Regions from separate parts of the Pan troglodytes genome. Here region 1 is linked to region 2. Evidence: chromatin contacts called from public HiChIP or PLAC-seq data. All regions are on one chromosome and are shown on one strand. Each heading gives the region's core, a stretch centred on a gene start, on an enhancer-like site or on the middle of the called end of the contact. The rest is flanking DNA. Distances are from core to core; before and after follow the strand shown. Region 1 holds the start of ACAA2 (acetyl-CoA acyltransferase 2). Region 2 holds the start of LIPG (lipase G, endothelial type).

Evidence for each region. HiChIP or PLAC-seq counts read pairs in DNA pulled down with a chosen protein or histone mark.
Region 1: an H3K4me3 HiChIP or PLAC-seq map of stem cell-derived excitatory neurons shows a contact between it and region 2, with 5 times the contacts expected there. The contact joins the promoter of ACAA2 here to the promoter of LIPG in region 2. A contact is called at or near these places in 1 of 7 Hi-C or Micro-C datasets (stem cell-derived neural progenitor cells), 1 of 1 datasets of contacts at active chromatin or transcription factors (stem cell-derived excitatory neurons) and 1 of 1 other capture datasets (stem cell-derived neural stem cells).

Annotation. Positions count from the first base shown.
Region 1 is chr17:59,880,627-59,885,892 of NHGRI_mPanTro3-v2.0_pri, reverse strand. ACAA2 (acetyl-CoA acyltransferase 2) reads left to right here and starts at 2,346. Exons shown (of 10, transcript XM_512127.7): 1 at 2,346-2,839. The coding sequence starts at 2,824. It also overlaps LOC112206299 and LOC112206295.
Region 2 is chr17:59,631,967-59,637,606 of NHGRI_mPanTro3-v2.0_pri, reverse strand. LIPG (lipase G, endothelial type) reads right to left here and starts at 4,126. Exons shown (of 10, transcript XM_009433982.5): 1 at 3,093-4,126. The coding sequence starts at 3,387.

The DNA.
Region 1 (5,266 bases), core at 1,097-3,596, 250 kb before region 2:
GACTTCACCTTGTGATCCTGTGAGTCAATTCTCCTTAATAAACTCCCTCCCTCCCTCCCCTCCCTCCCTTCCCTCCCTCCCTTCCTTTCTTTCTTTTGCTTTTTTTTTTTTTTTTTTTTGAGACGGGGTCACAGAGTCTCGCTCTGTCACCAGGCTAGAGTGCAGTGGCACGATCTTGGCTCACTGCAACCTCCGCCTCCTGGGTTCAAGTGATTCTCCTGCCTCAGCCTCCCAAGTAGCTGGGACTACAGATGCACGCCACCACGCCCAGCTAATTTTTGTATTTTTAGAAGAGACGGGGTTTCACCATGTTGGCCAGGCTGGTCTCTATCTCTTGACCTCGTGATCCACCCGCCTCGGCCTCACAAAGTGCTGGGATTACAGGTGTGAGCCACCAGGCCTGGACTTAAACTCCCTTCCATATATACATATGTCCTATTAGTTCTGTCCCTCTGGAGAACCCTGAATAGTACTGATACCCAAAGACTTGTCCCTACTTCCTGACAGTACCCAATCCAGAGTGAACCCTATTCCTATTTTAGCCATTTTTTGTTTTTCACCACACTGATGTTTTTAAAGAGTTCGGGTCAGTTGTTCTGTGGAATGTACCTCCATGTGGATTTGTCTCATTGTTTCCTTATAATTAGATTCAGGCCAGATGTTTTCAGAAGAAATTCTACGCAAGTGAGATTGTGTTGTTGCTGTAGCAAGGGGAGCGCATGACGTCAGTTTGTCCCTTTATTGGTGATGGGACACCATTACTTCATAATTTGGTGAAGTAATACCCGCAAGATTTATCCATTGTAAAGGTACCCTTTCCTCTTCATGAGACTTGGAGACTATGTCAATATTCTCTCATATATTTACATGTTTTAATATATGTAAACCTTTCACTGAATGGTGTTAGAATCCACTCATTAGTGACATTTCCAATTAGAGAAAACACAGTACATCTATAAAGACCTACTGATGGTGATCTGCAGTGGGAAGTTGTGATACTTAACCTTTCTTAAATATGTGGAGGCAAATTGAATAGAAAACTGTGTACAAAAATGAACACTCTATACATGAGCTTTTTTTTTTTTTTTTTTTTTTTTTTTTGAGACGGAGTCTTGCTCTGTCACCCAGGCTGGAGTGCAGTGGCGCGATCTCGGCTCACTGCAAGCTCAGCCTCCCAGGTTCACACCATTCTCCTGCCTCAGCCTCCCCGGCAGCTGGGACTACAGGCGCCCGCCACCACGCCCAGCTAATTGTTTTGTATTTTTAGTAGAGATGAGGTTTCACCGTGTTAGCCAGGATGGTCTCGATCTCCTGACCTCGTGATCCGCCCACCTCGGCCTCCCAAAGTGCTGGGATTACAGGCGTGAGCCACGGCGCCCAGCCTATACATGAGCATTTGTGAAGCTTGTCTAAGATTTGTACATTTGATTGTGTGGATATTTTGCCTTAAAAAGAACTGTAAATGAATAATGTGTGCTGATGTGTTCATGGGTGTAGAGTACTAAGGTCTGCATTAAAAAGATAAGATGGTTTGATGGAAGAACAGGTGGATAGCAATATAGCAAAATGTTAACAATTGGGTCGATATGTGTCCACTGTACAAGTCTTCCCACTTTTCTGTAAGTTTGAAAGTTTTCATAATACAAATTTGGATTTAAAAACACCCCAACATTGCAAGAGTGTCACCAAAGTGTTTGAAAAGCAGGATTCTAGGGGGGGCATTCGCTGACGACTCAGAGAAACCGTCCATGCCACCCACCACCCCTACGCACTCAAAAGAAGCCCTCGCTAGGCAGCCCGGCCCTCCGAGCCCTGGTATCGAGGGGCTCTCCGCCTCTCCCCTGCCCCGGCCGCCTCCTGCTTGCCCGGCCTCAGTCTGTTCTCAGAACATACTCCATCACCTGGTTCCCAGAACTCAGATTGCGCAGTGGTCTCGTCATCATCGGCCAGGACTCACAGTGCCCGCGGCAGAGGCCTCCCTAGACCTCCCTCCCGTCCAGCCTCACCCGCTGCCTACTCTCCTCACGCCCCTGCTCCAGGTCCCCTGGCCCCATTTCGCTCGCCACGTTTTCATAATCCTCTCAGGCTCCGGGCAAGCGGCGCCGCCCGCAATGGGACCTGATCATATAAGGAAAATACTGCGGGCTCATCCGGGGGCTGCAATGGGGACCCGAAAGCGCCCTAGCCTACTACACTCACCGCACCCCAACTGCCGCCCACCTCTCTGCCCTGCCCCCAGTACAGTACCCAAAACCGGTCCGGGTCCAGCTCGGCGGCCCAAGCCTCTGCCCAGCGGACTGCGCACCCGCCCGCCCCAGCCAATCCCGCCGCCGCCGCCGCGCCCCGCCCACAGGACGTTCGGTCCCGCCCCCAGCTGGCGGCCGCGGCCGCCCGCGCGCCAAGTTCCTCAGCCCTTGGCTCCTGCCCAGTGTTTAGGGTGTTGGCGGAGACAAAGGGGAAGAGTCATCGCCTGTCGGGGCTAGGATATGATGGGTGAGAGGTGTCAAACCAAATTCTCTCGGTTTGGAAACGGAGAAAATCTAAAAACGAGGATGTGAGGAAAGAGTCCGCTCTCAAGGCGCGTTGTGGTCTATCCGAGCCCCGTCCCCTGGGCTCCCTCGGGCTGGGGTGAGGCGGGCAGCTACGCGTGGGGTAGGACCATCTTACGCTGGGACCCCGCCAAGGAGCCCCAGGAAGTAGGTGAAAGGGCAGGGGCGTGGCTCTCGGGGCGCCACCCACGCTCTTGAAATCTGGGTGATTGCGAGCGGCCGCTCAGCGTCCCCCACACCACAGACCCGCGCCGCCGACGACCCAGCCGCCGCCATGGCTCTGCTCCGAGGTGAGCGCAGCCCCCTCCTCCTCTCCTCGCCCCTCGGGGTCCTGCCCTCCCCAGGCCAGGCCTCCGCTTCCGGCCGCCGCGGAGAGTCGGGGTCGTGGGGTGAAGTTCACTCAACCTCCTCGGTTTTGGAGCGGACGTGATAAAAACCCAGCCCGAAAGGCTTGTTTGGGTTAAGGAGAAAACCCTTACTTGTAAGGCGCTAGCGACAGCGATTTCGGTGCAATTTCCTGTTTAGTTGAGACCAAAGTTTGCTTGCATGTGACCTTGGAGGTCATTCCTTTCTTCGCCTAACAGTGACCCCACTAGTTCGAATCCAAGTATTAGAAAAAATGGGGCGGCGCCATAGGCCGCGGGCGCCTGCTGCGGGGCAGCTGCGCACAGGAGCCCGCCGCTCGGCCTCGGTGGTCAGGGCTCCCCGGGTGAATCGATGGAGAGGCCTGCAGAAATGGTAGCTGGTGTTCTGCTGAAAGACCTGCCCTGCTCCCATTTCCCTTCTGTTGCTTTAGATTAGAGCGGTCACTCTATACCTAAGTTCTAGGGTTATGAACTTGTTTAAAACAACTGTGTAATAAACTCCCTTTTCAAAACAAGTGGGCACAGTCAATGGAATCTTACTTTAAGGATGTACGAGTCGGAAAACATTGAGGTGGAATACATATCGAGGCCCTGAGACAGGAAAAAGCTTGGCAGGATCTAAGAACCAAGCATTTTGGTGCTCCAGGGCCCTGTGGGCTCTGTAAGAAGGTGGGGTTTTGTTCCAAATTCAGTGGAAGGCAATACAGGGATTTAAAGCGGGATAATGACAGGATCTGATTTCCACTCTGTCCGAATTTGGGGCGGTCTGTGTAATGGCGAAGAGACCATTTAAGGATCTATTGTAGAGGTCCAGGGAGCAGCAAATGATGGCTTTGACTCGTGTGGGGCAGTGTAATTGGGGAGAAAAGGGGAGGGATGAGTTGAGATAGATTTGGAGGTGGATTTGATAGAAAGTGGATTGGATGTGGTGGAGTAAATATAAGAAGGAAATGTCGAGAATGATGAAAAGTGTCTGGTTTGATGAACCGTGTTCATGATGATGCCACTTACAGAGTGAGGAAAATTGGGAAAGGAATAGATGTGGAAAGAAGGATTGAGAATTCAGTTTTAGGCAGAAAACTTTTTGGTGCCTGTGAAGCAGCCAAGTGGAGATGCCAGCTAAGCATTGGTTAGGGGGATCTGAAAGTCAGAAGAACCAAAGTGGCATGGGAACAAATCAAGGGAAAAATCCGTATTCTGGGACCAAATGCAGTGTTTACAGTTTCCTGCAACGTGGATTTCATTTGCCAGTGCCCTTCCTGACTGAATTTACTACATTTACTTCATAAAGCAGCGTGGTGAATTTTTTTTAGACGAAGCATTTACACTTCATTTAAAAGGTGCATTGTCATGAGCTATCTTCTAAAAAAGGAAATAATATTTTTACTGATATCATTTTAATATTTTATCAGTGGTTCTTACCCTTTCTTATAATACAGACCTGTTTGAAAATTTCACAAATACTATAAACCCAAAAAGGAAAAAAATGCACATTGACACCTGTATTAAGGAAGTATAAAGTTTATAAATTTCTGGTACAATTTACTGAAGTGTTAGAGCTAGTGATCGTATTTTTTTCCATTTCCTTATTGTAGCAATTAGGAGGACACTCATGTCGAGAGAGGTAAAGTGGTTGTGTATAATAACACAGGTAGTTAGTGGCTGTGACTAGAACCCAAGCTTTGAGCTTGAAATAGTGATGTTACAGGCCAGCTAGAATCATTAAAGATAAACTTCTCTCAAGCAGCATACCAAGTGTTTGCAGGATGGGTGGGAAGAAAGAAGAGCATGTGACTGATTATAGGGAAAAGGACACATTTGAGTTAAATTTTGTTAAGGATTAACATTAATTTGTCAGATTTCAGTCAACAAGAAGAACCAGCTCCTAGGTTTTTATTAGCACCCATCCCAGTACTTGGCAGGAGGTTTTCACTCGACAGATCTTAGCTCTCCTACTGCTCCTAGCTTTGTTGGGAATGTTTGTGTATTTTTTCAAGGCAAGTAGACAGGGCTGCTAAATTACCTTAATCTTGAAACAACTGGATGCCACCGCAGCTTTCCTTAATTTGCCCTCGTTGCTGCCTGAAGTTGCTCTAAGTGAATATTTACCTAACAATGTAATAGAAAGGTAGTGCTCCTGTTTCTTTCCTAGTGGTGCTTTTCCTGTATTGTCAACTCAGCACATCTTTCCAGGGCCTTTCTTGGAGCTACTTGGACTCACTACACTCTGGGTTAATAGGTCTCTTCACTGTCTTTCAGTTTTGGGAAATTTTTAGCCTCTGAATTTTCAGGGTGTTCAAATGAGATTTCAGTTTGGTGTTAAAGATTGTTAAGTTTTAGACCTTTTAGTAT
Region 2 (5,640 bases), core at 2,877-5,376:
TCTTTTTCTGAAATGCTTGGGAGCAGGTGAGTTTCAGAATTTAGAAGTTTTCAGATTTTAGAAAGGCATCATGGAGCATAAACCATATATTATATAATGCTGCCAGTGGGGCCTGGGCTATTCCCCCTGGATCAAACACCCTAATATTTCTGCAGAGAATACATAACCACTCACATTTGAGGGCAAATATAAAGATAACCAATAGCCTCCTGTTACCTCAGGCCAGGTTTTTGCTGCCAAATAAGTTCAGATCAGGTAAGGCCAGGTCTTGCTGCCAAACAAGTTACCAAACACATTTTCCAATTTTGAGAGTTTGTGGATTTTGGAATTGGAGGCAAGAGGCTGTTGACCTGCTGGAAAATAGGCTTCCCCTAGTGTTCCCATCTAGGGAAACTCAGGCATCCTCAGTGCCCTTTCTAGTGATGGCATGTGCCAGGCATTCATCTGGTTTGTTAAGTAAATGACTAAAGCCATGGAGAAACTCCTAAAAGCAACAAAAATCCCCCCTTCCAGCTTCACTGCTCATGCACAGTGCCACCTAGGAGACAGCCCTGCTCCCAAAGTTCAGCTCATGTCACTGATGGCCACTGTGGCTTAACACTAAGTAGGTGCTGTCATCATGACACCGTTTCAGAAAGTCATAAATGGACCCCACCCAGCACTCTTTCAGCCATCCTGGGATGCATCACTGGATAACTGGCTAGAAAGTTAGAGTATCAGACTCTCCTATCACCCAGCAGGGAAAGATGTCAAATGACCATCTTGGAGTTAATTTATCTCAGAGTTAAGAAGCAAAAGGAAGAAGATACCAAAAGGAAAGAGATATAGTGGTGGAGAGGGCAGAGGGGAAAGGAGGGAGAGGGGGGAAGAATGCAGCAGATGTAAGAGGGATAAGGTTCCAGAAAATGCTGCTGAATGCACATGAGCGGAAGTCAGGTTAACCGTCATGAAAGTAATGAACAAAAGCCCCAACCAGCAGAAATTTGAATCACGGACATAATGAGTTCGACAACTCCCCACCTTCTACCCAGATAGCCACTCATGCAGAGGCCAGATGGGGAAACCTAGGAGAAAAGAAGTCTCCTAGATTCCTGAGACAGATCTGCGGATAAACCCACATATAGACAAAGACTCTTCCTCTTAGCGTCTGACCTGCTCTGACCCCAAAGTTCTCTAGGTACATTCCTACTACTTTTGGCCTGGGTCACTTCAGCCTCTGGGACTTTCTGATTGTTCCTCACCCAGATGTCCTCATGGCTCCTTCTCTCACCCCCTTCAGCTCTTTGCTCAATGGTCAACTTCTCCAGAAAGGCCTTCCCTGACCACATCATAAAATCCCACCACCTTCCCCCACCAACATGCCCCACCTTCCTCCTCTGCTTGATTTTTCTCCATAATACTGAGCACCACTGATATTTTAATCAGTGCACTGTCTTCCCACCACTGAAATGTAAGTGTCACAAGGGCACAGATTGCCATCTATTTTGTCCACTGCTCTCTCCCCTGCTCCCAGAATAGTGTCTAACGCTAAGTAGGTATGCAGTAAATACTTTTTGCAATGAAGGAAATGACTCACACATACTCAGAGGCCCAGAACACAGAAGTTAGAAGGAACTTTAGCATTTTACAGGTGAGGAGCCAGAGATGAGACCTGCCCTAGGCAATGCTTCTAGTTAGCACCAGAGTTGGAAACAGGTTGAGTAAAGCAAGGCTTTCCATTCATTCACAGTAACCCTCCCACACATACACAAGCCCACACAGACCATTTGGCACAACCTCAGCAGACTAGAAGATGAGATGATGGGGTTCCGTTTAGAGGCTCCCCAGCCCTCCACTGCTTATCAGCTGACTTAGTTCTCACTCTGATTCTGATTCCCCCAGAGCTGACTGACTCTGGCTCCCCCAGGGCAAGCTGCCTCCACTGGCAAAGGCTGCCATACAGAACCCAAGAGGAAGAGAAGCTAAAAGCCAGGCGGAGGAAAGGGAGGAGGAGTGGGAAGAGGAAGAGTCGGGGGAGCACAGGAGTGTTGAAGAGGAAAAGGCTGGCAACCTGGGGGAATAGGCCCGGCAGCTTCTAAGCACAAGCGACCCACCAGACGCTCCCTGCAAGCACGAATCAAACCAAAGCCAGCTACCCTGCCACCTGAACTTTCAAGACACCTACACCAAGATTAAAAGGCAGCTCCAGGAGACACAGCTCTGACAACCTTCTTGCCTCTCAAACCTCCAGGTTCTGGCATGAGGACAAGGTTTCAGAGCTGCTGCCAGGCCGCTCGGCTGGCTGGACAGCACCAGCACTGGCTTAGGGAGCCGTATAAGGGAAGGAGGTGGGGGTGGGAGGGCTGGCAAGAGCCAGCGCACCCTGCCAGCCTTTGCCTTTTGCATGACTTGCCGGGGATGCCCCCATCAGACCAGCAGAGAGACAGGTGGACTCCAAGGTGGATTGGAGGAGAGAATGGGCAGCGCAGTGGGAAAGGAAGAATTTCATAGGAACAAGGAGGGTTTGAAGAATCAGCAAGACAGAGGGGACCCAGCACAGAGAAGTGGCTGGGGGGAATAAAAACAAATGCACGTTACCTTCCAGCCGTCCCTCTGGACCAAAAGGTACGGGGCTCCCCGCAGCAAAGCAATAGCAGAGGCTCCAGAAACAGAGCAGAGGAACGGAGTTGCTCATCCTGCCCCGCCACACCCCCTCCCCAGAAACAGGAGTTTTAAAAAACAAAAACCACCTCTTGGTGTTTCCAGCAATCCCGGCCGGTAAGACCCTTCTCTCGGCCAGGGGCTGGGGGACTGGAGGCAGAGAAGGTGGAAAATGAAAACTTGGCGGCACGGAGCCCGGGCGGTGGCAGGGAGCGAGTGTCAACGGCTTGCCCCAGAACCAGATCTGCCCTCGTCCTGAGCCGCCGGGAGGCAAGGGCTCGCTGCTGTCACGCTCCTATAGAGGTAGTTTTTAAAAGTATGGGAGTCATCTGACCCATCGCCAGATGGTGATTTGCATAATTTATTCCCGTCTCTGGGCTCTGATTGGTCACACCTTGCTGACGCCCGAACCGAGACTGGAGAAAGTTTGAATGAAAGCGCTGCACACTCACCGCGTGGACGCCGCACGCTCGGCCCCGCTTCCTCCCGGGCCCGCTCCGCAGGCAGCTGCGACTCCAGCAGCTCCAGCTTTCTCCCACTGCCCTCCTCCGGACACCCAGATCCTCCTCTCCCCACTGCCATCCCAAGTGGCGGAGGCGGACATTTCCCTGAAACCCTGCGTCCGCTGGGGACGCGATCCCTGGAGAAGGAGAGCATCCTCTCCAAGGCGCAAAGCCACACACTCTCTGGGAGTGGTCTATCCGCTCCCTGGGCCGGGAGTCCGTCGGGGGAGAGCCACCTGGTCATCCCCTTTGTCCTTCTCTTCTCCCTCCCTTCCCGCCTAGCGAGGGCCGCAACAGGTGCAGAAGGCGCGGCCGCACAATAACCCGGCGGAGCTAAGGGGCTGTGAGCTGCGGCCGGCGCTGGAGGATCGCACAGTACCTTCTCGGAATGCTCGCTCCGCCACTAGCTGCAAAACTCCAAGCGAGCCAGCCAGCTTCTCCGAGGCGGTTCTCTCGTCCGCAGTACGTGGGTGATAATGTATCGGCGGCTTAGGGATGTTGGGAAAACTAAGAGTTCACGTAGCAAAGCACTTAGCGAGGCGCGGAGCTCGTGGCAGGCGCTCTCCTATGGTGGGGTGGAGGGCTACGGGAACACCAGGCGACCTCCCCAAAGGGACCAGTGAGCCGAGATTTGGAGTCTAAGACGCGTGGCCAGCGCCCAGTGTCTGCCGATGAGCACTCACTCCTTGGCGAGTGAAATCAAGCATCTCCTTTCTCTCTGTTCTCCATCATTTCCTCCCGGCTCTCCTTCCCTTTATTGATCCGGGTCCTGGGGCAGAAAGCAGCGAGCGGAGGGAGAACTTGGCCCGGAGTCTGCGTCTGGCGCTGGGGAGCGGGGACTGAGCCCGGAACACCGACGGGGCGGCTGCGCCAACAACCACTGCGGACGCAGGGCGGGTGCGAGAGGCTGAGAGGCTGCGCCCCGCCATCCAGCCTCGCTCCAGCCGGGAGGATCCGGCTCTTTAAGACGATACCCTTAACCCTGCAGTCGCCCGGAACAGGTCCTGCCCCTGCCTGGGGAGGGAAAACCCCCACAGCAGTCCCGTGCCCCTTCCTCCCTAGCGTCGAGGATCCAACTGGAGAGACCTGTGTGAGGAAACCGAGCCGGAGCCAGCAGATCCTGTTCCGACCTCGCCTCATTACTTTTGTTACTCCAGCTGCCAGCAGAGCACGCTTTGTCCCTCCCGTGTGCTATCATTCATTAACAAGACGCAGACGGGCTTTAGTTTTTTAGTATAGAACTCAATGGTCTGTATGCGATGGTAAATATCACCCCCAGATATGTTGTTCCCACTCTGTCTCTCTCTTCATGAGGAAACTATACAGACATAGGTCTAATGTTATCTCCATTTTACAGATGGGAAAACTGAGTCATGGGGACAGGCTGCAGATTTGAAGAAAGTCTCAAGACAACCAGGTCTCTCTTCTCTGCTCTAGGTTCAATTTGGCCAATTGACCTTTAAATGTGAGCTCTTGGCAACCTGGTCTAGTGGCTGAGGCAGGGGGTAAGCTGTAGTCAAAAGTCCTCTTCCCTAACCCTGGCAACGTAGACACTCATCTCTACCAAAAAAAATTTTTTTAAATTAGCCAGGCAAGGTGGTACACCTGTAGTGCAAGCTATTAATACTTGGGAGGCTGAGGCGGAAGGAGTCCTTGAGCCCAGGAGTTCAGGGCTGCAATGTACCATGATCACACCACTACACTCCAGCCTGGACATCAGAAGAAAAAAACTCCTTCCCTGTTCTGAGTTGCTCATAGCCATGGTCCCTAGAACATTAACTGGATAATGTGGAGAGTGTGTCTTGAGAGCCTTTGTTATAGGTGAGATACCCCCACGGAAGCTAGGGTATTTTGCAGGGTATTGTTGGAAGGTAGTCCTGCAAAGTTAGTTATCCTGCCTAGAAAAAAAGAAAAACCCGGCCGGGCGCAGTGGCTCACACCTGTAATCCCAACACTTTGGGAGGCCGAGGTGGGCAGATCACCTGAGGTCAGAAGTTCGAGACCAGCCTGACCAACATGGAGAAACTCCATCTCTACTAAAAATACACAAAAAATTAGCTGGGCGTGGTGGCGCATCCCTATGATCCCAGCTACTCGGGAGGCTGAGGCAGGAGAATCGCGTGAACCTGGGAGGCGGAGGTTGTGGTGAGCCGAGATCGCACCATTGCACTCCAGCCTGGGCAACAAGAGTGAAACTCCTTTGCAAATAAATAAATAAATAAATGAAAAACCTGTGTTTTACAGGTTCAACAAATCAACATCTATTTTTTAACTGCCAAGGCTATGAAACCATTTAGGTTTTATTGCTAGTTGGTTAGAGTGCCCTCCTGTGTCTCCACATTAAAATAACATGCGAGAATTTTCAAAGGACATCATGAAATTATAATTGTAGCATTAGAATGTATGATGTCAACTGTTCTGCTTCATCCTTCCCAAGAACAAGGAGATCTGAAGAGCCTCTCGCCTGGAGGAGTTCCAGCTGAGGAGTCTTGGTGGA